Regions from separate parts of the Mus musculus genome. Here regions 1, 2, 3, 4, 5 and 7 are each linked to region 6. The links are chromatin contacts, called in public Hi-C, HiChIP or PLAC-seq and promoter capture Hi-C maps. All regions are on one chromosome and are shown on one strand. Each heading gives the region's core, a stretch centred on a gene start, on an enhancer-like site or on the middle of the called end of the contact. The rest is flanking DNA. Distances are from core to core; before and after follow the strand shown. Region 1 overlaps Etv6 (ets variant 6). Region 2 holds the start of Lockd (lncRNA downstream of Cdkn1b). Region 3 holds the start of Ddx47 (DEAD box helicase 47). Region 4 overlaps Etv6 (ets variant 6). Region 5 holds the start of Gprc5a (G protein-coupled receptor, family C, group 5, member A). Region 6 holds the start of Lrp6 (low density lipoprotein receptor-related protein 6). Region 7 holds the start of Apold1 (apolipoprotein L domain containing 1).

Region 1 (3,505 bases), core at 133-2,632, 500 kb after region 6:
CAAGCAAGCAAGCAAAATTCCTGTACTACCAGAAGCAGCTTAGAAAGGGTGCAGCGGCTGGGCAGTGGTGGCGCACATCTTTAATCTCCCTTTAATTGGGAGGGGAGGCAGAGGCAGGCGGATTTCTGAGTCCGAGGCCAGCCTGGTCTACAGAGTGAGTTCCAGGACAGCCAGTGCTACACAGAGAAACAAACAAACAAACAAACAAACAAAAGACAGAAAGAAAGGGTGTAGGGGAATGGGGGAAATACAGAGGACAAAATGTTAGGTGTGGTAGTTTATGATTATAATCCCAGACTTTTGGGTAAGGCTGAGGCAAATGGACTCTTATGAAATGGAGGCTAGTCTGGGTTACAGAAATGAGCTGAAGATGCAGCTAATTCAGAGTGCTTGCCTAGAATTCACAATGCCCTGATTTGAGCCATAATACTACATAAACTAGCCGTGCAGGTAAACACCTCTAATTCCAGCACTCAGGCAGTAGTGGTAAGAGATTCGGAAGGTCAGCGTCATCCTCAGCTACACTCAAGGCCAGCCTGGGCTACATGAGACCCCCCTCTCAGAGGGAAACATAAACAAAAACACAATAGTGGTAAATTATATGTTACATTGGCTTTTAGTTTATTGTTCCTAAGTTTGAATTAAGTTGATGGGCTGCCTCTTAAAGTATAAGTTCTTTATTTCTACAAGAACCAGAGCGCCGCAGGGTATTCTGAGTCATAACTGACATGACCTGGATGTTCCTTTGAAGGAAGGTATGAAAGATTAAAACTTCACCCACATCCTTTCAGAGGTCAAAATGCCCTTACAGCCAGAGAACTGGGAGGCTCATCTCTCAACTTTACAAATAAAGTCTAAGACACCGGGAAATGGCTTAACCAAGGGCACAGCGAGGCTCGACTCCCAGCCAGGCTAATAGCATTGCACGAATGTCAAAGAACATGCGGAAGAGTACCACCGTGAGGAGGTGTGTGCTGACATTCATGTCAGAATGATAGAGGCCAGCAGGACTGTGAGCTGCTCGTTGGAGCCTTAGTTTGCTTCCTACTGCTGTGATAAAACATTGACCAACTTGAAGACAAGGGGTTTATCTGGTTTGCAGGTTACAATCAGTCACTTAGGCACATCATTCAGAGACACCAAGGCAGGAACTCGAAACAGAACTTGGCTCAAGTGGGCAAGAATCTGGAGCAGAAACTAAACAAAGGCCATGGAGAAGGACTGCTTCAACACCCCAGGACCATGTGTCTAGCCATGGTACCACTCCCAGGATGCTAGGTTCTTCTACATCAATCAGGGAAATGCCCCACAGGCCTGCCTAGAGGACAATCTAATGAGAACACTTTCTTAATTGAGGTTCTCTCTTGTGAAATGACACTGGCTTGTGTCAAGCTGACAAAAAACAAAACAACAAAAAAAACGCCCAATACCACAAGCAAGTCTGCACCTAAGAGCTGCCTTGTCACTCTCGCTCTGATAGGCGGCCTGTGAAAGACACAAAGCATCAGATCTCACATACTCTTTATAAATGTGCCATTTCCCTACGGGAAGAGAAAGGAGAGTGACAAGAATGGTCAGGTCCCACAGTGGCCCCATTTTTAAAAGCACCTATTTATAGACATGAGAAGCATTAAAGCCATTTAACATGCTATGTGTGAACTTGGTAGCAAGTCTGTCCGAAAGAGGAGTGAGTGTCTCCTGGTGTAGGGGACCTACGTAGAAAAAGAGTCTGTGGGAAGAAGTCAGTCATGTCCTTTATTCAACCCTTCACTCATTCATAAAGTACTCTAACTTACACAAACAAGAAGCCTACACACAACGATCTACCCTTTATTTCAAGAGAGTCGAAGACCTGGGTAAGGAAAAACTGATGATCAAGTTAGATCTTTCCTTCCTACACATTCTGATTGTTTTAAAGTTCTTACTCCTGTGTGTGTGTGCACGTGCACATGTGCGTATACACATACACACCCCACACACACACACACACACACACACACACACACACTCATCCACTCACAGAAGGCCAGAACATTACTTTCCATTCAGGTGTCATTAATACCTGTGTTAATTCTGCATATACTCTTTCCTGGATCACGAGGTTCCTATTATCTCAGCATTCTTCTCTGAGGCTATTTCCTGGTAATCTCAGCCATCTGAAGCTGTGGACTCAGGGGTGAGGCCCTTCCTCGTGAGGACAGCATGAACCAGTCCCTCGAGGCTGGGGAAACACAAAGCAGAAAAAGGAAGGAAGAATCCGTGAGTTCTGGCCTTTGCCCTCCTACTCCACAGTGTGAGTCGGGATGGATAGCTCCTCTCATCTGCTAGTCCCCAGCAACCTGAGGAACCAGGCCTTCAGACTGTGACTTAACTGTGACAACTGGCTTTCCTGGGGCGCCTGCCTGAGGACAGCAGAAGATCACAGGACACACCCCCTCATCCTCCACTGTCATGTGAGCTAATGCATCTTAATTAATTAATTGATACATGAATGAATACATGCATAAAATTTACTGGCTCTCTTTCTCTAGAGAACCCCAATACAACGATGCATATCATTCTCTTTAAATGAATGAGATAAAATCAGAACAGAAAAAGAAATCCTAAGATAATCAGAAACTATTCTCTCTACAAGGGGACAGAAAGCCAGGAGGAAGAAGGTACCGCCGTGTGAACTGTAGAAAACAGGCGTAAAACAACTCCTGTGAGCTTTGGTCACCGATGAAACCATGCCCTGACCGTTCTGAGCTCCAGATTAAACGCATGTACATCTTCCCTGCCCTCAATAGATTTTATTACCTGGGGCAGTAGATCAGTAGCCATGACCAAAAGTCATCACACTGACATTAAAATTGGAATTGGGTATGCCAGGATATCCTCAAAGGACCTCGAAACACCCTCCCTTTTACATTTGTCTCCTTGATCGAGTCCTTGTAATAACAATGTGACAGGTACGGTACTTGGCCATTCAAAGTCCTTGTTGGTTAATTAAACAGCAAGTACATGGTGCACCTGGCATAGATCCTGGCATAGGTAAATGAGGCCTGAAAAAACGGAGGGAAAACACCACAGCAGAAACCAGAGGAGGGGGCACCTCCTCACCAGAGGAGGTCAGGCAGGGCGGAAGCAACTGCCCTGAAATATACAGATGTCTGCCAGATAGAATTTGGTGGAAGTTCTTGGCCTACGATGGTGCCTACCATCCTCATTTTGCAGTTAGGAAACAGGAAGTTCGATGAAAGGAGAAGTTTCATGACGTTAAATGAGTTCTCTGAGGGCCAATGGCACTACCTTGGCCATGTTCCACAGCCAGCCTCTTAAACCAGAGGCCCTTCACTTCCCCTTGTGCCAGGGTTAATCTTGATTGTCAAACTGGCAGTGCTCAGAAGCACCTGGAAGACGTCTAAGCACCCCGTCAGGTGCACCCGTGAGGTTGTGTCTCTAGGGAGCATCAGATTGAAGGGAAAACCCATCCTGGATTCAGGCAGCAACATCCCATAGGCTG
Region 2 (3,573 bases), core at 901-3,400, 360 kb before region 6:
AAGGATCAGAGACCAGAAAAGAACTCTTTTAAAGTTAATTTATTATTATCGAGTATTGTACATAATTGGATGGCTGTACTCTTACACAGTTGACAGCACCCTTGGCTTGTCTGCGCCAGGAACGCCGCAAACGTGTGGACAGTGCACAGTGCTATGATATTTCAATATGCAGAACTTTTTCTGCTCTGTTCTGTGTCTGGGACCACCGTCAGCAGTACATACCCCAATTATTTGGCTCCCACCTAGTACTGTTTAAAGGTTACCTTAGCTAGTAGATTTCTTTTGTGTGCACGCATGTGTCATGCATGGGGTGTACCTATGTGGAGGCGGGGGTCCTCACTGGCATCTCTTATGGCCCTCCATTTTTTTAGCTAGAATGGCTGGCCACTAGAACCCAGGAATCTACTTTTTCTCTCTCCACTCACCAGCCCTGGGATTAAAAACGTGCACTGCCATTGCTGGCTTTTTATATAAGTTCCGGGAATCCAAACCCGGGTCGTCATGCTCACACGGAAAACACTTAACCTCCCCCTCCCCACCCCCAAGACCTAGATGTCCATAGATTTCTATTTAGCTGTTCCAGAGCCTAAATGTAAAGGCTTCACTTTAGTATGAAAAGTTAGGGTGGATACAGTAGCACGTGCCTACAGTCCCATCTGGTTAAGAGATTACGTCAGACACATCAAGTTCAAGACCAGCAAGAAGTAGAGGGAGGGAGAAAGAGGGAGGGGAGCCATTATTAGTAGTAATGCATTTATTTTTGACCTGGGACTCATAGAGATCCATCTGCCTCTGCCTCACGAGTACTGGGATTAAAGCTGTACACCACCATGTCCAGTGGGGTTTTATTTATGACCTCCTTTGTTTGTACGCTTGTTGGTATATTCGAGGTAGGGAGGGTTATATGCAGCCCAGGCTGACTGCAAAGTCTCTCAGTATCCTAAGCAGGCCTTGAACTCCTGATCCTCCTGCCTCCAGCTCCCAAGTGCTCAGATTACAGGTGTGCTCCACCATGCCAAGCCCAAGTTTCCAAGCCTGTTTTCACAGTCACGTGCTATCTGAATCTTTATCTATGACACCCCTGTCCGGGGACCATCCAAATCCCTGCTTGGCTCACACTCAAGATGAAGACCTGTTTCTGAGACTAGCTTCCTCCTTCCAGGGATGTGGTTTTCCTCATGGACTGCTCATTCTGATCGGATGTGTCCTCTGAAAGGCAGAGGTAAGCACTGAGCCTCTAACAGAGTCCATGAATACAGCCTGGAGAGCAGCTCAAACATGTTGGTTTATGGACGGGGTCAAGGAGCTTAGTGGACTGGGAGAGGTAAGGTCAGAACTAGACAGCTAAAAAACTAAGAACATGGCATACTGGTTCAGGGGCCAATGGAGGCTAAGGCTGGGCTTCTGGCTAAAACAGACTGAAAGGAGATATCAGGAGAAATTATTTTAAGGAAAGAAAAAGGGAAGAAAAAAAAAAGGCAAAGGCAAAGAAAGGTATACATATGAGATGTCCCTGATAAAGAGAAAGACTGATCTAGGACTACTGTTTAATTATTATGACGTTTTAAAAGCTTCACTGCAAAGAAAAACATAGTTGGATCCTAATTAATAAAAGCCATCACTTGTATTAGACCTGTTCTACTAATTGAATCCTCCTAGATCTTAACAAACTCTTTCCAATGAGTTTCCTGACCCAGAAATCAAAAGGGGACTTTATGTCCCCTTCTCATCCTCACAAGGGGGGGTGGGGAACCAAACCTGGAAAACAGACAGGTTCCCCCCCCCCTTTAAGGTTAAAAAGGAAGAAAATGACACCGACTGCCTTTGTCCTGATGGATTTTGACACTCTAACCCCAGAAATAACACCTCTTTTGCTCTATATAGAGTCTATAGCCACACCTTGTATTTGGTTGGTTTATTCCTATGACGGGTAATATTCATTTCTAGGATAACTACCCGCTCCCGCCCTCCCCAAGTCTACCTTTCCAAGACAGGGGAAGGTGCGTCCTCGTCGAACTCCCGCCTGTACCTTCCTAGTACCTCTGGCCAGCAGCCTGTGTGCCCGTGCTCCCTGGACATCCGTGAATGTTTGATGCTACATCTCTACCCAAACTGAAGCTTCCCGCCTGCATTCTGTCAACGGCACTTGCGGGCGGGGCGGGGGGGGGGCAACTTTTGGAACAGAAAGCTCCACCCATCCTACTCCCTACTACCTGCAATCAAACCAGCTAAAACACCCCACCTCAGACTCCCCAACTAAGTCTCATCACATGATCTACCGTACGGTAATTTTTTTTTTTTAACAAGAAAACAAGCATCCAAAAAAAAAAAAAAAAAAATTCAAACTGCAGGCGCGAGCCAATGGGGAAGCAGGGGAAGGTGGGCGGGGGAAGCGCGGCGGGCTGGGCGGGGACCCGCGGACCTGTGGACCGAAGGATTCGTAAAACGCAGCAGGCGCACGGTTTAGGCTTTTTTTTTTTTTCTTCCAAAACTCAGTTAAGCGCGAGGCTCCGCCTGCAGCTGCAGCCTCGCAGATCCACCTTAAATCTTCAGTGGACTCGGTGCAGGGGTCAGTGGGCGCAGCCAATGCCAATCAAGTTTACAACCACCAGCTCGGGACGAGGGAGGGGGGGTTTGGGGAAGGCCAGAGGGAGAAACTTCAACTTCTCGCTTTATATGCACACATCACACACGCGCACACGCAAACACACGTACGCACGCACATGCACACGCACACAAAGGGAAGGAGGGGGCCAGAGACCGGCGCTCCGCCGCCAAGTAACAAGTTTGCAAACGCTTCTAAGCTCGCTGGCCGCGGCCTGGACGCGCTTCCCGCGTCCCGACCCGAGCGCCATGATGGTGGCTGCGGTTCTCAGTCCGGGTTCTGGAGGGGGAGCCGCAAATGATGCAATCCCCCGGCCGGCGCCCGAACCGCGCGCCCTTCTCCCGGCCTTTTTCTTAACGTTCCTTTTAGAGGCGCGTCGAGGTTTCGCGCCCAAAGCATGGATAAGGGGTTTTTCTTTTGTTTTATTTTTTAAGATTTCCTAATTTCTGGTTCCTACCTCTGCTGAGTCCTTATGCATGATAAGTCTGTGACTTGGATGGAGGCCCGAGGGACTTGAGACTTGAGTGTACGTGGAAATAAGTGCACTTTCGGTTCTCCGGGATCCGCCTGTGGCTGACCCCACCCTATTACAACCCCACGCGAGTGAAATCAGGGAGACGACCCCATAGGTTTCTAAGTAGGATCCATGGCCTTTTTACCCCTCAGTGTCGTTTGCAAGGTTTCTTTTTTGCTTTAATTTTATTATTTTTTAAAGCCAGGAAAGGGGGGGGCAGGAGTAGGGTGTGGCTCAGGTGAAAGATGGCAAATGAAAAAGAATCCATGCTCTGAAAAACAGATCAGGGATCCTAAGTGGACTTCTAAACAAAACACCTTTTAGTTCAAAGCGCTAGACGAGCAATCGTGTTTTCTGGTGATGATGGTGTAATGGCGAAGGCAATTCTCTGGCTCCCAGGAAAGGTCGCTCAGTGCAGCCAGGGTGGTGGGCACACAGTGGCTTGAAAGGCCGA
Region 3 (3,711 bases), core at 315-2,814, 440 kb before region 6:
ACACCCTCCCCCCCCCACTCCCCTACCCACCCATTCCCATTTTTTGGCCCTGGCGTTCCCCTGTACTGGGGCATATAAAGTTTGCCTGTCCAGTGGGCCTCTCTTTCCAGTGATGGCCGACTACGGCATCTTTTGATACATATGCAGCTAGAGTCAAGAGCTCCGGGGTACTGGTTAGTTCATAATGTTGCACCTACAGGGTTGCAGATCTCTTTAGCTCCTTGTATACTTTCTCTAGCTCCTCCATTGGGGGTCCTGTGATCCATCCAATAGCTGACTCTGAGCATCCACCTATGTGTTTGCTAGGCCCCGGCATAGTCTCACAAGAGACGGCTATATCACGGTCCTTGCACCAAACGCTTGCTAGTGTATGCAATGGTGTCATCGTTTGGAGGCTAATTATGGGTCTCTTGATGGTCCATTGTATGGATTCTTAATTCTCATCTCTTAGAGCTAACAGTCAGGATCTGCCATGCAAATTCAGACAGTAGAGTGCTCTAGGGGTTTAAAACTGTCGTCCCACCATTCATTAACGTCAGTGTCTACCTCCCAAATGGTACAGGCTTGTGCCACCGTGATCACACCTGGCTTTATATTTATTTGAAGCAAGGTCTCTGCCTCCTCGGTGTTAAGAACTCAAGTAGTCCTGCCATACCCAGGGAGAGATTATATCTTTATTTCACTTGGAATTTGACAGCAATAGCTCTTAGAAGCAACACAAAAACTGAATATAATGCCACACTGGCTCTGTACTAGCCTGCATATTTAATTCCAACCTACCTTGCAAGGCCAAAGGAATAGCTTCGATCTGGATCTTGGTGGGCTTTGCCCATCCCAACTGGTCACAAGCTTCACACAATACATCCGTAACACCCTTTGAATTCAGAAAACCATACTTTAGCAAAGAATACATCCTCACCTTTATCAGAGCCATCCTCCTGGTGATACGTAGCCCTTTGCACTTTACATAACTGTACATCTCAGACCCTGCTTTATATGAACACTATGGGACAGCGCCTTGAGACAATTTCTCTTCACCAGGGGCTGCTGTCAACTCTTTGCATGTATTATCTCATTTAACCCGTCAAATCAGTTCCGACCAGTGGCTAGCTATTATTCTACCAAGTGCCTCACGTGTATAAAGTGAGGCGCACACCATAACAACTTGCCTCTTGTAAGGAGGTCACGCGTGACCCTAGATAACATAAGGCTCTACAGTAACTGGGGAGAAAAACAAACGGGGGCTCTCACGACCCAGCGGCATCCTACAAGGCAAATGCACCCGAGGGAGCGTGAAGAGACCCCGAGTTTCTGACAGCCTGAAGATAGCATGAGCTAGGCCCCAAGGTGTTTTTACACACCACCGGCTGGGATATGAAGTACCCAAACCCTGGGTGAGCCTAAACGCCAACATCACAAAATAAATACCAGCATCACCCATTCTCACCAGGTCTTTAAATGTTTTCGTTTCCTCCTCTTCCGCAGCTGTCTGAAGGGCTCCAGAGGGGGAATCGGGTTCCTCGTCCGCCGCCATCTTGCTCGTGGGCTCCGGAAGTGGGGCCGAGGCGCAAGGCGTGCTGGGAAATGTAGGCGATTACTTTCCTAGAGTGTAGGTTCTGAACGCCTCCTGCTGGCGGGTCTGGCGTGGCAGCGCCCCACACAGGAGGGACTTGGAAGAACAGCAATGGCTGGAAGCCTGTGTGCCTAAGGAACTGAGACGATCCCTTCTTGCTGCCCTTTGGGTATCTGCCCTATTTTTTATTTTTTTAAATTGGTTTCTTGAGGCAGGATTTCATTCTGCAACTTCGGCCTTCCAGGGCCTTGGCTGTCTTCCCTTTGGCTTATCACTTTTCTAACTATAGAAATGTAAACACATGGACATCACGATACTATTTATTCATTACTTCATATATTTGACAACTGACAGCCTGCCATATGCTTGGACTGTGCTAGGTGTCTAATGATAGAGCAGGACAGTATCAACTTCCACTGCAAAGAGAAGGCAAACAATACATAGGTAATAATGGGCCACTTTGAATTATGAAAAGTGCTACATAAAAATAGGGGAGCAAAGCTTTGGGAGAAAGAATTGTCAGGATTGCTGCAAGACTGAGAAGGTGTCTCTGAGGCAGTGATATTTGAGCTGGGACCTTACTGATACCAGAAAGGCCGTTCTGAGTTCAGGGGACACCTATTCAAGACTGGCAGATCTGAGCCGAGCGTGGTGGCACACGCCTTTAATCCCAGCGCTTGGGAGGCAGAGGCAGGCAGATTTCTGAAACCCTGTCTCGAAAAAACAAACAAACAAACAAAAAACTGGCAGATCTGTGAATACAAAATTCCTGAGACCCGTGAGATATCTGAACTGCCACCACTTAAGCTAGTGAGGTACAATGTATGTTACATGCCCTGTGCCTGCAAGTGTACCCTAGTGGGGAGGCATTGGCATTCTCAATGTGTGGGGCACACTTTCTGAAACTGAGGCATTAGAGACAATCTGCTATGCTTTTCTTCGTGGTATCCCTTTCTCTGGCAGAGTGTGTTGTTAAAATGTGCGCAGCGCATGTCAAACATACCCTTAAGAGTATTTAGGGCTCCAAGTCCTGAGGCTGTTGTGGGAAAGGCCATAGATTTAAATATAATATAACTAAGATTGGGAGTGGTGGCCCATGCCTTTAATCCCATCACTCAGGAGACAGAGGCAGGTGAATCTCTGTGAAGTGGAGGCCTGCCCGGTCTACATAGCAAGTTCCAGAACAGTCAGGGTTACTTGGTAAGACCCTGTTTCAAATATATATTATATGTGTGTTATATTACAAGTGTGTATGGATGGATGTAACAACCTTCTACTAAAACACAGAGAAGCAGAAACTACACTTGAAGAGGTTTGTGATGATTGCCTGTGGAGGGAGGGGAATTAAGATAAAATGCACAAGTCGGAATTCAGAAACAAAATGACAGAAGATAAAAGAATAAATAGAAAAAGCCAAGGGAGGGGACTATGGTGGTACACTCCCTTAATCACAGAGCTTGGGAGGCAGGGGCAGGCAAATCTCTGAGTTCAAGGCTACCCTGGTCTACAGAGTGAGTTCCAGGACACCCAGGGCTATACAGAAAAACCCTGTCTGGAAAAACAAACAAAAACCATTGCTCTCATTCACCATGATGCTGGTCTTCAGAAAAGAAACTGGGAAAGGAGACTGCCTCAGAGACAAGAGGCGGTCTTTGTTTCCCTGACTCTAGAGACAAAATGGATGTTAAGTATGTGCCACCTGGGTGAAGTGAAACTCAGCAAAGCGTTGGGGTTGGAAACCATGGCAGACCAGAGGGATTTCTCTGACTGTTTCTTTATCAGTGGTTCTCAGCCTTCCTGATGCTACGACCCTTTAATACAGTTCCTCCTGTTGTGGTAACCCCAAAACATAAAACTATTTCATTGCTACTTCATAACTGTAATTTCACTACTGTTATGAATTGTAAATATCTGATATGCAGGATATCTGATATGCAGGATATCTGATATGCAGGATATCTGATATGCAGGATATCTGATATGCAGGATATCTGATACGTGACCCCTGTGAGAAGGTCGTTCAACCCAGAGACATAGGGTTGAGAACCACTGCTTTAGAAAGTGATGGGTTTTTTTCTCCGCACATTCCTGAAGAATAGTCTGCGTCCTTTGGTTTGGTTTGTTTGTTTTTCTTACAT
Region 4 (3,449 bases), core at 382-2,881, 390 kb after region 6:
GGGCGTGAATCAGAGGAGGAGACACCCAGGACTTCCGGGAAGTGGAGAATGGGGTCATCTGTACAGGGAGAGTTCTAGAAGGTCTGGTATCTGTTCTCTCAACATGAGCCACTCCCCTCTGAGATCATCCTTCCCCTCACAGCTCTTCCCAAGCCAGAGAGATGCTGCAGCAGGCCTAGACACAGGCAAGTTGTCACTGCAATCCTATTCCAGAAGAGTCGCGAGCAGTCACAGACCCAGGGTGTTCCACTTCCTCTTCCAGCTGCCTTCGTGCAAGGAGTGAAAACCCGTGTCCTGACTCCGGATGCACAAACACGTTCACTATCACTAGCAAGACAGGTGTGGTGGCACACACCTGGAATCCCAGCACTGGGGAGGTTGGGGCAGGAAGGCTGCCGCAAGTTCAAAGTCATCTTGGTCTATTCGTGAGTAGCAGAGTCAGACTGGGCCACACAACTAGACTATCTCAAAAGAATAAAGCATCAAGCCCCTCTATATGAGCACGGAAGGTCTGCTAAAGAATTCTTTTAGGATTCTTAAATATATCAGGGAATAGCTGGGGACACTGCCCCAATGGTGGTTGCAATGTGTGAGCCTCGAGTTAAATTCATAAAATAATCTTTGGTCTGATGAGGCTAAATCTGTAAATACCCTGGCTTTTATTTTAGAATTATGGCAGCCATATGAGTTGCTTTTCAACCATTCCATACTTAACAGAAGTCCTGATAAACCTCGTAGTTCATAAGTATTTAATTAGGTAGAAGTAGAACAACAAATTAAGTTCGTCTATTTAATAAATATAAAGTTTTCAGTAAAGAAAACACTGCAAAACATGGGATACAGGCTTGGAAACTATAATAAAAAACCAAGGGCTTGGTACAAAAAGGCCAGAAATGACAGCCTCATATTAACTTCCTCTAAGAAAGTCACACTTGGTGTAGACCAAAGCATAAAGTTTGGAATAACAAGAAGACAAACAAAACTGCATATCTCCTTAAAAATAAACAAGAACTAATAGAACATAAAAAAAAAAAAATCTAGAAACGTACGTAGCCTGTCCTCACATCTCTAGAATAGCTTTCTGGTTGGGTCTCTGTTTTAGTTTGCTTTCTGGTGCTATGATAAAACGCTGAGTACAACTGACTTAAAAGAGGAAGGAATTTATACGACTTACACTTCCAGGCCTTAGTTCATCACTGAGGGAAGTCAGGGCAGGCACTGAAGCAGAAACCAACTAGGAATGCTGTTTGTTGGCTCGCTTCACAGCTCACTTAGCTTCCAGACCAGAACCACTTGCCCAGGGAATAGTACTGCCCACAGTGGGCTGGGCCCTCCTCTATGAATGAACGATGAAGAATATTCCTCACAGAAATGCCCACAGACCAAATCACTTAATTGAGCCCTTTTAAGTGATTCTAGGCTGCTTCAAGGTGACAGTTAATGCTAACTAGGACAGCTTCCAATTCCCCATTGCAGGCTACGTGGTCACCTTTTGTAGCCAATGGCTATAATTATGCAATGGTGCTTGCTAAAGCAAGTGCCAGAATTAGATGCCAGGCACAGAAGGCATGCTATTGGCAATCTCATTCATCTAGTTCTCAAGTTCTCAGAAAACTCCAACGTCCAGAGTTACTCAAGAGTTTAAGCTGGAGGGCTGCGAAGAGTGAGCAGCCGGACTAAAAAAAGACACAGAGCCCAACGCAAACCCGAACGCGAGGCTGCTCGACACACTGGGAGCCAAGAAGCCCGCTCAGCGGCTCAGTGACACACTTCTACTTCACACGGAAGGTACACGAAGCTTGACGTATCAAGTCTTTCCAGAAAGGGACATATGGTGAGGAGAAAACCGTAGCCCTGTCATGACGGTTACTCGTGACAATGGCGGCAGGTGACCTTCATTCCATGATTGATTAGGCAAATACTTACTAAGCACCTCCTTGGGGGAGGGCGCTCTTCGAGGCACCAGGCAATTAACGCATAAACAAATAAGCAAACAAAATTATAAACTACACCAAATGGTGATTACATGTTATAGAGGGTGTTAACAATTTGAATACCCAATACCCCTCATTCACCTCACAGCTCAGCTATCTGAAAACTTGATTTGTGGTTGTTTGGTGGTGCTCTTCTGGGAGGCTACAAGCTTAGGAGGGGGGCCTGGCTGGCAGAAATAGGTCACTGGGTGCTGACCTCTGAAGGCTTCTCCTTACAGTATGCTGCCTCTGCCTTCTGATTAGCAACGATAAGAAAAGTCACCTGACACAGTTTCCACTGCCACAGACTGGGCAGGCCCTGTTAGTGGGCTTTCCTCACCATGATGAACTGAGATGTTCTGAAATGGTGAGCCAAAACAGATCTTTTCTTTATTTGGTGGCTTCTGTCAGATATCTTTATAGGGGCAAGGCATCATGGAAGGAATTCTAGAAGAAACATGGTAGGTAGTAGGATGAAGGTCTTGTGTTTGTGCACATTTCTTAGGGAAGAGAAAGTGTGTGGGGGGATAACTGAAACATGAGAAGGGGGAGGGGAGGAAGGAGGGCTAGGGAGGGAGGGGCAGAGAGAGGGAGAGGAAGGAGCAGAGAGAAAGAGGAAGAGGGAGGGGGAGGGGGAGGAGGAGGGAGAAGTGCTAAGGCTGTCAGGCTGGAAGCATGGCAGGCTGGGAGCCACTCTGCCCAACATTGCCATCATGTCTTCACGGACTCACTCTCAAAAGCCCTTTATGCTTTCACTCTCTCCCTTCTCCCGTTTCTGTCTCTCTCGTTACTTCCCAGGAGTCCTCTCAAATCACAATCAGATCACACCAGCCCTCTGCCTAAAATTCTCATTGAAAAATTAAATGCCGAAGCCTTTTAACGGCACAGGCATCCCCTACCTCCCCTGCCTCTCACACTCACCTCTCTCGTCCCATCTGTCACTGGAGACACACTCCCTTCCTCTCTGGTCCTTTTACCATGGTAACCATGTTCTCCCCTTGAGGTTCTCATTGTTCTCCATGCCTGGACGCATGGATGAGGTTGGTGACTTCATTATGGGCTATGAGAAGGTGGGCTTGACTAAGTACAACTCGAAGGGCCTATCTTGCTCTGGCCTCCACTTCTCTGTCTGTTTCTGTGTTCCCATGAGATGGACAGCTCTGCTTTGCCCCCTGCCACGATGCTCATGGCCTTATTCCCAGAGCAGCAGGACCAAGAACGCCAGAGTGAAACTATGAGCCAAGATAACTCTTTCCTCCTTTAAATCGCTTCTCACAGTACTTGTCACAGTGACAGAGTCTCACTCACACATCTGCTATTATCCCTTGCATATTTCCACTTCATTCATCCAGCACGGATGGTCTTAGCTGGCAACTGTAATTTTTCTCAGCCGCAGTACTGAAGACAGCGTTTTATTCAGTGTGTTCATTGTGTTGCCACCACTGAACAAATCCTAAATACACTCCTTAGTGCTAC
Region 5 (3,785 bases), core at 1,198-3,697, 500 kb before region 6:
AGCAGAGTTCAGGCCAACCCCGGCCATAGAGTGAGTTGCAAGAGTTCAGGCCAGCCAGGCTATATCGTGGGTTACAAGCTGGTCAGGGTCACAAAGAAACCTCGACTCAAAAAGAAAAAAGGTGGTAGGGGAGCAATAAAAATGCAAACACTGGGCTTTCAGAGGGTAGCTCAGGCCTGTAATTCCATCACTCAGAAACCAGAAGTAGATCTGACTGGGGCAGCCTCGTGTGCACAGTGAATTCCAGGTCAGCCATGGTTACCTGAGTCCCTTTCCTAAAAGGGTAACACCAATGGGCGAGATGGCTCAATGGTAAAGGTGTTTGCTGCCAAGTCTAAGGACCCAAGTTCCTCACACAAGACACCATTAATTCCCTCAAGTTGTCCTTTGACCACCAGATGTGCAGTGTGGCGTGTTCACACCAGGGAGACAGAGGCACAGCAACAAAGAGAGACACAGAGACAGTCAGGCAGACAGAGAGACACACAGAGTCAGAGTCAGAGACAGACAGACAGACAGAAAGACACAGAGACAAAGAGAAACAGAGACAGAGAGACAATCACACAGAGTCAGTGACAGAGAGAGAGAGTCAGAGAGGACAGAGGCAAAGAGACAGAGAGACACACAGAGACAGAGACAGACAGACAGAAAGAGACAGAGAGAGAGAGCACTCAAACAAACAAAAGCCAGCGTTGCTCTGATCCCCTCAAGTGAAAAACTGTTCTGTTTGCCCCCACCCACTGCCCCTGCTCTCTGTGGATCTTCAGAAAGAGCAGAAATCCCCAATCCACATTCCTCTTCACACTCTGTTATCCTCAATTACCTCTCAAGAATGGAATGAAGGCGCACATTTTTTTCAACCTGCTGCTTACGGATACTGTGCAACTACAGACAGGCAGGACCTACACACAGAAAAGACGCTTGCCTACGACTCCTCAGCATAAGGACCTGGCGGCAGGTGGCTGCTGGATAAATGACTGCAGAACCAGGAAACACAGGGCTGCCTGGAGCCAGGTAGAGACCTTTTCTTGGGAAGTCAGAGACAGCTGTGGCCATTCCCTTTGGGCCTGGGGGCCAGCCTCTCCATTCCCTCTTTGATCCTAAGGCACCTCCCAACCCTTCCTCCCCTCCCCTTCCTTCTCTCTATCAGTGATGGCCAGTACAAAAACCCCTAAGGGTGAAGTGTTGGCCTCACCCTCCCCTCCACCTTCCCAGGCCATTGTATCTGAAGTGGCTAAAGAATTCTCCTTCAGTAAAGAGCAAAGAAGAGACTGTTTCCAGAGAACCTTTCACCAGGCTTCAACAAAAGCCTCAGACACTTGCCTGGAGAAAAGGCAGGCAGGCACGGTGATGGTCCTTCAATTACCTGCTTCCAGGCAGGCTTTTGCCATTTGGGAGCCTTCTACCATGAGACCGATACCTGTTATCCCAACACTCTGCAAACTGAGGCAGAATGGTGGTTACAAGCTCGAGGCCAGCCTGAATGTCTAAAAAAAACAAACAAACAAAAAAAAACAACAACAACAAAACAACAACAAAAAAAAAAAACAACTGCTGTTTCCTGTCTTTCCATTCAATGTGATCTGCCAGCCTCCTCCTGCCTGTGTCTCTTCTCCTCCGGGAAGACAAGCTTTTCACCCCCTCTTGTTAAAGAGAGACAGGGTCTTAGAGACTGGGGCAACAGGAAAAGTAAGGGATGGGGTGGAGGAACAACACGCACATGAGAAGGGGGGGGGGGCGTTGAGGTGAGTCACTTCCTGACCTCCACGGCCTTCGCTCCTTTGGGAAGGAAGCGGCTGGCATCCTCTCCCTCTACCCCTCTATTCATTCACAGACCCTTGAAACTCAGATGGGAGTTGAAAGCATCATAGCCCATCTTCCACCCACCAGTGGCTACATAGAACCTGTGGGAGGGGCCTAGTACAGTTCAAGACGGACCTCTCTTTTAATATTGGTATTTTAAACTACTGTTTTGTATCTGGAGACAGAGACTTATATAGCCCAGGCTGACCAGGAACTCACAGTAGAGTCAAGGCTGGCCTTGAACTCTTGATTCTTCTGCATCTACCTCCCAGGTGCAGAATTACAGGCCTGTGCTACAGTTTCTAACTGTTTGCTGATTGGTCTTTCCCCTCTGTTTTAGCCCAGAGAACACATTCAGAGGTGAGAGAAGTTAAGGACATTCCTTTCTCGGTTTCATCTGTTTCTCCTAGCCAGCTGTAGTCCATCACGGGCTGTACTGTCTCAGTTCTCCTTCCCCAAGGCTCCCCACGCCCCACTCTCCGGATTTAAAACTGGGGCCCGGAGCGCGCTCCTGGGTAAACCCCTCTTACCTGGGCGCCGCGGCGCTCGGGGTGAAGCGAGAACTTGCGACTCACGCGTGAAAGGCGAGAGCGCTCAACCCCTGGCTACTGGGCAGGTCCTGGGACAAGGATCCCGCCTTGGCCGCGCAAAGCGGTTATAAAGGCTTCTGTCGCCGGAGGGAGGGAGAGGGTGAACCGAGGGACAAGGGGCGGGGGCGGGGCGGAGGGAGAGGACACGCCTAATCCAGTTCCGCGGCACTTCTCGCTGTTGTGAAAATAAAGTCACCGTGCCAGAGAATGAACTGAAAGCCTCCCTGACGTCAGAAGCACAGTCACTCATGAAATAGGTGGCGGGGTTGCGGGGGAAGCACCCTAGACTGCCAGGCGTAGCTCTCGACGAGTGTTCAGGTCGGTCCCAGAGCTCCCGCCCTTATGAAAAGAGCCACACGGTGAACCCAGCTACGGATGAGCGCTGCTGGCTGTCATCTCCTGGAGGGAACCACACCCATCCTCCCTGAGGGCACTATAGGGCCCCAAGGGCAAAGACTTAAGCCAGCAGCTCCAGGCAGCTCCTTTGTTACTTTCTGTGGGAGAAGTTGGTCTTTATTTCCCCTTGGCGGCACCTGTCTCTCCATCACCCACTCCTTCCTCCGGTGAGCAGGGAGAAGCCAAGTTTAAATGGGAAGAGACAGCCACTCACTCTCCTGTGGGTCCCCCAGTCGCGGCTAAAGAGTAAAGACCAAGGAAAAGTTGAGACGCTTCAGCAAGGCCCTTCTTGGAACTGTCGCATAGCCAAGTTAGCATGGCCTGACTGAGAGATCATATCGCCTTTCTTTTAACCACCTCTCCAAAAGTTTGACAAAGCAGTTGATAGGAACAGAGACGCCAGATAAAATTTTGAAATGAAGGAATTTGCCTTTGGTGTCTGATTCCTCCTGCTTAGGTAGGGGCCCGCAGCGCATCCATTATCAGGCCAGTCCGGCTGAAACCTGCCTGCTCCGTAGTCAAAAAGTCCTGGAATGTCAACGCACTGGACCAGGTTTACCCCGTTGGTTGCGTTGGTGGGCAGCGGGGGAACTAAGCTTTTTAGGTAGTAGGGAAGGCCTGGAGCAGGCCTTCTAAGTGCTTTAGTTCAGTTTTAATACAATTTTTCATGTATGGCGACCCCCAGCCATAAAATTATCTTTGTTATTACCTCATAACTGTAATTTTGCTTCTGTTATGAATCTTAATATACATATCTGTGCTTTTTACTGGGCTTAGGTGACCCCTGTGAAAAAGATGTTTAACCCCTACAAGGGGCTGAGACCCACTTTTCTCCACACCCTTAAATGCTTTTTAAAATGTAACAAACAATCTTGCCAGATGGTAGGGGCTCACAACTTTAATCCCAGCACTCCTAAGGGAGAGGCAAGCAGATCTCAGTGAATTGGAGGCCAGTCTGCTCTACACAGTGAGTTCCAGAACAATCAGGGATGCACA
Region 6 (3,476 bases), core at 309-2,808:
TTAGAGGTAAGTGCCTTTACCCACCGCGCTCCCTCACCAGCCTACCTGAAAACATTTCCTAACACTCCTGTACAATCCTCCAAGTTGGTTGCTTCAGGTTCTGTTACTCAGGACTTGAGTGGCCTTGGATAAGTCACCGAGTGTCTCAAATTCTTCATGTGTGCCAAGAGAATCACAGCAAAGCCAGTCTCATCTCAGGTTAGTTCTGAGTGGCCCATCTGATAAATTGCTTGCAAGCCCTAGGTGAGCCCTTTGCCCATTCGCCTGCAGAAAGGGTGTGTGATGGCTGGACAGGACACAGCTGATGGTTAACGTTTGGAGCTGGCTGGCCTAGGCTGAAGCTGGCCAGTTGACTGCAGAGGGCATTTGGGCTATTACTTGGAAATGCCCACTGCACATGTAGTGGTAGAGGTTGTTTTGGGGGCTCCTTTTTTTCTCTCAGACCTGTAACCCCTCCCCCTGAAAAGACATGTTTTATTTTCTCTTTGCTGTTAGCTACTAAGGATTTTCTCTCTCAGTTTAGAAAGCTTTAGTCCTTGTCAGCTTAGTTCACAAAAAAAGGTCTGTATTTCTTGGAAGGCAATAAACAAACAAACAAAAAACTATTGTTTTTTTTCTTTAATTTTTTTCTTAGTTTATATTTATTGTATGTAATGATGGATAAGATTCAAGCACATAATTTTCTTTTAACATGTGTGTGCCTCTTCCCCCAACATTAGCTTCACTCTTTTTCCCAGATAGTCATACTTTTATTTTCTTATCATCTATGTGTTAACTCATATATAAAGGCATTTCTACACACACACACACACACACACACACACACCCCTAGATCCACATATGAGGGAAACTTGTCTGAGTAAGGTTTACTTATGTGTATACAATCCCACAATCTTTGTCTTTTCCCCATGTGTGTGACTTTATGTGTATATGTAAAGCAGGCTCCACACTAGGAGAAAAACATACTTTTTTTTTTTTTTAAAGTCCGAGTCTGGTTTATTTTACTTCCTATGATGAGGATTCTCAACCCAGTCCACTAGCGATGTGCTCCGCGTTGGCTTCTGCACACCGTTCCCCTGGCCCGCCGCTTCGGGAAAGCGTAAGCCGCAATGGCACTTTGATTTTCCTACGTCCCGGGGCAGCCCCGGGGTCCGCAGCTCCACCTGGCTCGGCGGCCGGGCGCACAAAGAGCGGCGCGGGCGGCGACGGGCCGGGACGCAGAAAGTAGTCCCGACCACGCCGGCCCCAGTGTCGGCCGACGTCGCCTCACGCCCTCCGCCGCCCGGGGAAAGAATCCCATCGGAATGCGCCTCGGGAAGACCTTATCCCCGCAGCGTGCGGGGGCTCGCGAGGCTCAACCCGCGGGGGCTCTCCGGGGAGTCGGCGCGCGCGGCGGTCGCGGCTCCCGGGGTCCGGCCGCGGCGCGCTGAGGACGGGGGTGGGGGGAGTCGGGCGCGCAGGGAGACGGCGGCGGCCCCGCGGCGGATCCCTGCGCCGCTGCGAGAGGAAGAGGCTGAATGAGGCGCCGCGCGGGGGACGTGGGGCGCCGCGGGAGGAGGCGGCGGCATGGGGGCAGGCGCTGGCGTCGCGCGAGCCCGGGCCGGAGCGGCGCGCTAGAGCCCTGACGTGCGCCCTTTTCTTTCTTCTCGCGGCCGCGGAAAGCATGAGCGTGCAGACCCGCCGCTGCGGCGGCCGCCCCGGCTCCTCGCCCGCGCGTCCCCTGGCCGCCGGGCGCCGGTGAGGGCCGCGAGCGCGCGCGGTGGTGGGGGGAAGATGGGGGCCGTGCTGAGGAGCCTCCTGGCCTGCAGCTTCTGCGTGCTGCTGAGAGGTGAGGCGAAGCGAGGCGAGGCCGGGGGAAAAGTTGCCGGGGTCCCGGGAGGGGGAGGGGAGGTGGCGGGGACAGCGGCGGGGACAGAGGCCTGGCGCTGGGGAGCCGCGCGAGGAAGGGGCCCGCGGTCGGGGGCCGCGCCCGGCCGCCGCGCACACCCCTGGCCGGCCCCGCGGCGCCGCCGGACAAAGCTGCGGGCCTCGGGGGGACCCCTGGCCCCCCGCACTCCATCGGAATGACTGACGGTGCCCGGCTCGCCTGCACTCGGGGCAGAAAGGGGCTTTTGTAGTTGCGCTTTCAGCACCATTGGTGTTGACCTCCCTCTCCCTCGAAGCCTGAGCTCACCTTTCCCGTGTCTCTTAGGTGAACTTTTTTCTTCTTCTTTAAACCCCACTATTTTTTTTTTCCTTCTCCCCTCTCTAGGCCTTGTTACAACTAATAATTGTCTTCCGCGGGGATAGAATGGTCCTGGGTGAGAGCACAGTTGGAAATTGACTCTAGGGTGATAGGTCGCGCTTTTCAGCATTCGGGATCATCTGAGCCCATAATAAAAACACAAACGTTGCCCTCGTAACCCCTGGTATTCAGGACTCGCCCCCTGTTTGCGGAGTGTGCAAGTGTACAGTTGGCACCAAGTAGGGAAGTCATCCTTGTGTGGCGAGGAGCCTATCCTGGGAACTAAATTATCATTTGCTGGGCACCCCTGGGAACTGCTTGGCACTTTAGTAAATAACAGAGAATGCCCTGGGTAATTTGCTATGGGAATCGCTTAAACGTAGTGGCTCTGTGGTGTTTTGAATTTGGACTGTGAGGCTGAGACGTACGTCCTGACTTTTTGTTGTGTGACAGTTTGCAATGGAAACCTTGTCGACTGGTCTTCAGTTGATGAGCGATGGGGGCTGGTGCCATGGAGAGTGTTGCCTGTGCAAGAATTGAGGTGCTGTTTGACGCCGTATCTTGTTGTTCGCTTTTGTTAACTTACCTGTGCCAGTTAATGGGACCTCTCTGGGATTCTTAGTTATTAATTTAACAAGCTCAACGTTTAAGTCCGTCAGAAGTATGGAAGTTTGCAAAGTAGGATAGTAACTAACAATCTTATGATGTAAATGGGACAGCCTATCATCTATGCATGTGTGTATTTGAATAAGACTATTTGCCTTAAAACCCCCCCACCATTTTCTAAAAATAAGCGTATCCCGAATTGTCTAGTCCTTTTTGCAAATACCAGAAAGATAATTGCTGTTTTAATTTCCATGGCAGAGAACTCAATGTTATTACTCAAGAGATTTAATAATCAAGTGTTTATTTTGTTATAGTAAACTCTACATTGAAAGATTTTGCTGTAGCTGTGAGAAAGTTGTTATTAACATGTGAATATGATTGACAAGTTCATAAGAGTTAAAATGTAGAACTAGTGGATTGATTTAGAGTTGGGAAAGTCTAAATCTGTGACTTCTGATGGCTTTAGCGCCTGAAAGTCCAGCTGCCATTCTTAGAGGGGACATAGGACTGTTTGTTTATTTTGATAACAGGTTTGAGCCTAGAGTTGAGTAGATTCATGCATGAGTTTGGTTTAGAGATGGTGAAGCATGATATTGTGTGTAACAAGATCAAGAAGAGGTAACTGTCCGAAGTGGAGCTTATTTAA
Region 7 (3,742 bases), core at 1,234-3,733, 420 kb before region 6:
GGGATTACACAAGCGAAAAGTCCTTCACACACACAAGGAGCTAAGGACTGACGGAAGCCCTGCAAGAAGAGTTCCTATCATCCTTTGCACTCCACCCATGTAGCACTTCCCTGTGGATGCTACGACTCTAGAACATTCCATATAGGTAGAGGATGCTCTTAGAAAAACAACGCTGCGTCCAGATCAGTGGAGATCCTGAGGTTGTGGCCACGGCCGGCCTTGGTGCAGAGCTGGACCCGGGACTCCAGCTGCTCACTAAGTTCATCCAGGGCGCCAGTGCACGACTCCAGGCTCTCTGACAGTTTCTGAATCTTGGCCTTCAGGACGGCCTGGCTCACTTTGGTGGCCCCCTCGGCACGTCTGGGGATGAGGAAGCCACGTGAGCCGAAGAAGACGATGAAGTAGACAGAGTTGTAAAGGGCCATGGAGGCGTCCCTCCCGCTCTGCAGCAGCTGGCGGTCCCTGCGTCCCTGCCACTGACAGAAGAACTCCAGGCAGCTCAGAAGCTCGCGCATCTGGTCCTGGCAGGTGGCGGCGATCTCCTGCACCCTCCGCACCTCCCGGGAATTGCAGAAGATCAGAGAGAGGTCGGACGTGATGGTGACTGCCCCTCCGGCGGTGGCCACCCCTAAGCCCACGGCCGACGCCACGAGCGAGGCTCCCAGGGTGACCGGGCTGAGTGACAACCCCACGATGGCTGCCAGGGCACCAGCGGCGCTCAGAGAGCTGCCCGCCACGTTGGCCGCCAGGGAGCGCCTGCGTAGCCGCTCCAGCCTCCGGGCCACTTCGCGCAGGCGCAGCACTTGGCTGTGCAGCCGGCCACGGCGGTCCAGCAGCAATCCTTGGAAGCGCCGCAGCGCATCGGCGCCCTGCGGCTCCCAGGCCGCCCGCTTCTCCATGCCCTGTGAGGGACATAGACGCACAGTTAGCCCGAGTTTCCGCACCCGTTGCTGCCCTAGGCTAGAGCTGCCCGGTGCACTCTCTAGAGAGTCCTCAAATAATTAATAGACTTTATGCTGGGCGTGTTGCCTTAATGGTAGATCACTTACCTAGCGTTCAACCCTCAGACTCAATCCACAAGGCTGCCGAAATGAATACACGAATAAATAAACCACTCAGGACTGGGAACAGGGAGGTAGGTTACTACTGGGTTATGGGTCAAGTTTCCAAAGGCTCTGGAGCCTGGGACAAGTCACACAAGTTCCCAGAACCCGTTAACTGTGCGTTCCAACAGAGATTATGCTGTCTTCTGCTTTCCTTCCAGGGAACAAAATCTATGGACACCATCCACAGATTTAAATAAAGGTTTAAACGGGAAGGTGGAGACTATTAGAAAGCTGCTCCAGGTAAATGCTCTGAAAACAGAGACTTTGCTCTGTTTTCAAAATGACACTTGGGCTGAGGATGCAGCTCAGGGGTAGAGCCATTGTCTGGTGTGACACCCTATTCTATTCCCCAACTCCTGACAAACAAGGACCAATAAAAAGAAGAGAACACCTTAAAAGTAGCAAACCGTGCATGTAACGTAACAAAAACTTTTCATTATGTGGAGACTTGTGTCCTAGGGACTCAAGGTACTTGCCCCCCCCATTCTCATTATATCATTATATTCTCTCTCTCTCTCTCTCTCTCTCTCTCTCTCTCTCTCTCTCTCCTTCTCTCAATGTCCCTGTCCCTCTCTCTAATCCTAGCACTTGGGAGGCAGAGGCAGGATCATTGAGAGTTCAAGGCCAACCTGGTCTAAATACTGAGTTCTAGGCCATCCAAGGCTACATAACAAGAATTTGTCTCAAGGTAAAAAAGAAAAGGTGCTAGCTAGCAGCTCACTGGAGGCTTCCTTGGGTCCAGATGGACTGAAGCCAATAAAAGGTGACTAAGGGAGAAAGCTGAATGTACCAGGTTCATCTGTAAAAGGCCATCTGTCCTGGTAATGAGGGAGCCCCATTTTCATACACACTGTACTCTCCACCAGTCAGAACTTCTTAAAGGCACCAAATAAGTCACTGAAAGAGCATGTCGGACCTGAACGAGCAGGGCAGAAGTTATTTAATTTTTTATCTTTCTCCATTTGTTTTTGTTGTTTTTAAAGACAGGCTGTTACATAGTCCAAGTTGACCTCAAACCCCCGATTCTCCGGCCTCCACCTCCTGAGTTCTAGAATTCCAGGCTTGCATCGGCATGCACAGCCAGAACTCATTGTCCTCGGTTAAGATGAAGGCCTTTAGAGACCGGCTACCAACAGCTGATGTTTCTCAGTGCCCCCAGAAGAACACTGGTCTCCTGACTCATAGGTCCTACAGCTCCTGGTTGACCTCCATGATCTAGCTGACCAGTAAGAAGTTTTCAGGTAACAAGAAGGTTGGGAAAAAGTCACTCCAAATACATGACGCCTCGAGAGTTGACCCCGATATCACCAATCCCATTGCAGACACATCCCTCGGACTCCCCACTTACCCTTCACTCTGGCCTCCAGGAAGAAAAGTGGGAGACTGTTTCTGGACGAGCATACTTTATAGCTCCCAGGAGCCAATGACGGCTCTGGGAAAGCCTTGTCTCATTCTGAGAAGCTGCTGTTTCCTGCCCTGACCCCTGCTGCCTTCGGCCAGGATATGACATGTTGGAAAAAGAGACGCTGGCAAAGCACGTCCCGTATTTAGGAAATGAATATTGTGTGTTCGCTTTCCCCTCCAAACGCAGGAAGAGAACCACAGGCTCTTCCCCAACTTGAAACAAGTGCTGTCATCTCCCAGTGGGGATACCCTGCCTTTCCTCTCCTGAGAATAGCTACTGACGCCATCGGGGGAGGCTTTCCCACATGCCCCAGGCTGCCCAATTATAGTGTTTCTTTGAGAGGACTCCATCAGAAAATCATTTTTAAAAAGAAATAGGAGGGACCGGAAAACTTAATTATGATCGATACAGCCACTCATGGTCCTTTTCAAAGAGCTTTGTGGGGATGTAAGTAGCTGAAGCATGTGACCCATTAAGGGAGGGCAGCCAGCACCAAGGAGCGCCTAAAATTCAAGACCACGCCCACAGGAAGTGCTGCGTGCAGTTTAGGGCATCTCCAGCTGTGGAGAAGACACAGGAGGTCTCAAAAAGGGCACACTGCGGGGCCAAGTGCGTCAGAAAAATCACTGGGGTCAAGCTGCACACCGAGCTAATTATACACTTTCCATGGCAGCGGGGAGATGATGGCTTCCGGGGTTTTCATATGAAGCGAGGACTGTAGCTTGCATCATGGTTAAATGAGTGGATTCTAGCTACAGGTTCCCCAGCAGGGTCTGAAAAACAGTTATCTATTACAGAGCGTGCAGGCGGGGAAATGAATGTAGCTTCTTTCTGTGCCTTTACCCAGACCAGATGGCGATGCACCCCATAGCTATCCCTGAAGCAGTTAGGGTGGGGGTGGGGGGAGGGGAGAAGCTGAAGCTTAGTTGGGAAACCCAGTCTCACCAAAGGACCCCTGACACCATCGTCAAAGGCCAAACTGGTTTTCACCTAAATGATTCATGTCTCCAGCTGGAGGTGCAGTAGACTAGCACGCGGAGGCCCTGGATTCTAACACTGGCACCCAGAAACCCATCACTGTGGCCCACCCCTGTAATTCCAGCACCAGGAAGTAAAAGCTTGAGGGTTAGACATTCAAGGTCAGCTTCGGATTCATAGCTAGTTGGAATCCAGCCTGGGCTACGTGAGACCCTGTTCCCAAAACGAAACAAAAGTCCCCCTTATTCATTTG

What was found. Promoter capture Hi-C pulls out the DNA fragments that hold promoters and counts their contacts. A called contact is a pair of places that touch in the nucleus more often than the background predicts. HiChIP or PLAC-seq counts read pairs in DNA pulled down with a chosen protein or histone mark.
Region 1: an H3K27ac HiChIP or PLAC-seq map of microglia shows a contact between it and region 6, with 5 times the contacts expected there. The contact joins the enhancer-like site here to the promoter of Lrp6 in region 6. A contact is called at or near these places in 1 of 39 promoter capture datasets (embryonic stem cells), 4 of 115 datasets of contacts at active chromatin or transcription factors (bone marrow-derived macrophages, memory CD8 T cells, microglia and 1 more) and 1 of 9 other capture datasets (adipose tissue).
Region 2: a contact with region 6 is called in an H3K27ac HiChIP or PLAC-seq map of extraembryonic endoderm stem cells. The contact joins the promoter of Lockd here to the promoter of Lrp6 in region 6. A contact is called at or near these places in 4 of 39 promoter capture datasets (the 3T3-L1 cell line, hippocampal neurons, liver and 1 more), 12 of 484 Hi-C or Micro-C datasets (CD4 T cells, the G1E-ER4 cell line, the HL-1 cell line and 5 more), 8 of 115 datasets of contacts at active chromatin or transcription factors (the 230-238 cell line, bone marrow-derived macrophages, embryonic forebrain and 5 more) and 2 of 9 other capture datasets (adipose tissue and liver).
Region 3: a contact with region 6 is called in a promoter capture Hi-C map of pre-B cells, with 2.8 times the contacts expected there. The contact joins the promoter of Ddx47 here to the promoter of Lrp6 in region 6. A contact is called at or near these places in 3 of 39 promoter capture datasets (liver, neutrophils and pre-B cells), 1 of 484 Hi-C or Micro-C datasets (CD4 T cells) and 2 of 115 datasets of contacts at active chromatin or transcription factors (memory CD8 T cells and pancreatic cancer cells).
Region 4: a contact with region 6 is called in a Hi-C map of liver, with 2.1 times the contacts expected there. The contact joins the enhancer-like site here to the promoter of Lrp6 in region 6. A contact is called at or near these places in 1 of 484 Hi-C or Micro-C datasets (liver) and 1 of 115 datasets of contacts at active chromatin or transcription factors (pancreatic cancer cells).
Region 5: an HNF4G HiChIP or PLAC-seq map of pancreatic cancer cells shows a contact between it and region 6. The contact joins the promoter of Gprc5a here to the promoter of Lrp6 in region 6. A contact is called at or near these places in 1 of 484 Hi-C or Micro-C datasets (embryonic stem cells) and 2 of 115 datasets of contacts at active chromatin or transcription factors (microglia and pancreatic cancer cells).
Region 7: a contact with region 6 is called in a promoter capture Hi-C map of neural stem cells. The contact joins the promoter of Apold1 here to the promoter of Lrp6 in region 6. A contact is called at or near these places in 4 of 39 promoter capture datasets (liver, neural stem cells, neutrophils and 1 more), 2 of 484 Hi-C or Micro-C datasets (both in embryonic stem cells) and 2 of 115 datasets of contacts at active chromatin or transcription factors (pancreatic cancer cells and trophoblast stem cells).

What each region holds. Positions count from the first base shown.
Region 1 is chr6:134,065,023-134,068,527 of GRCm38.p6, reverse strand. The region is part of intron 1 of Etv6 (ets variant 6); the gene reads right to left. Among named protein-coding and RNA genes, the nearest start is that of Etv6, 31 kb to the right of the region's middle. Within about 2 kb of position 1,382, at least 37 of the 459 cell types and tissues checked have an H3K27ac peak or open chromatin away from gene starts, as enhancers often do. A contact at or near this core is called in adipose tissue, bone marrow-derived macrophages, memory CD8 T cells and 1 more, where this site is marked.
Region 2 is chr6:134,927,669-134,931,241 of GRCm38.p6, reverse strand. It overlaps Lockd (lncRNA downstream of Cdkn1b), which reads right to left and starts at 2,150. Exons shown (of 2, transcript NR_037956.1): 1 at 1,957-2,150.
Region 3 is chr6:135,009,465-135,013,175 of GRCm38.p6, reverse strand. Ddx47 (DEAD box helicase 47) reads right to left here and starts at 1,564. Exons shown (of 12, transcript NM_026360.3): 1 at 1,448-1,564; 2 at 781-874. The coding sequence starts at 1,534.
Region 4 is chr6:134,170,238-134,173,686 of GRCm38.p6, reverse strand. The region is part of intron 2 of Etv6 (ets variant 6); the gene reads right to left. Gm52920 (a long non-coding RNA gene) reads left to right here. Exons shown (of 3, transcript XR_003956529.1): 3 at 1-799. Among named protein-coding and RNA genes, the nearest start is that of Gm52920, 15 kb to the left of the region's middle. Within about 2 kb of position 1,631, at least 56 of the 459 cell types and tissues checked have an H3K27ac peak or open chromatin away from gene starts, as enhancers often do. A contact at or near this core is called in liver, where this site is marked.
Region 5 is chr6:135,064,324-135,068,108 of GRCm38.p6, reverse strand. Gprc5a (G protein-coupled receptor, family C, group 5, member A) reads right to left here and starts at 2,447. Exons shown (of 4, transcript NM_181444.5): 1 at 2,334-2,447.
Region 6 is chr6:134,564,995-134,568,470 of GRCm38.p6, reverse strand. Lrp6 (low density lipoprotein receptor-related protein 6) reads left to right here and starts at 1,558. Exons shown (of 23, transcript NM_008514.4): 1 at 1,558-1,828. The coding sequence starts at 1,774.
Region 7 is chr6:134,980,742-134,984,483 of GRCm38.p6, reverse strand. Apold1 (apolipoprotein L domain containing 1) reads right to left here and starts at 2,483. Exons shown (of 2, transcript NM_001109914.1): 1 at 2,455-2,483; 2 at 1-902. The coding sequence starts at 899. The coding sequence ends at 159. It overlaps Gm36428 (a long non-coding RNA gene), which reads left to right and starts at 839. Exons shown (of 3, transcript XR_003956531.1): 1 at 839-1,346; 2 at 2,090-2,347; 3 at 2,429-2,586.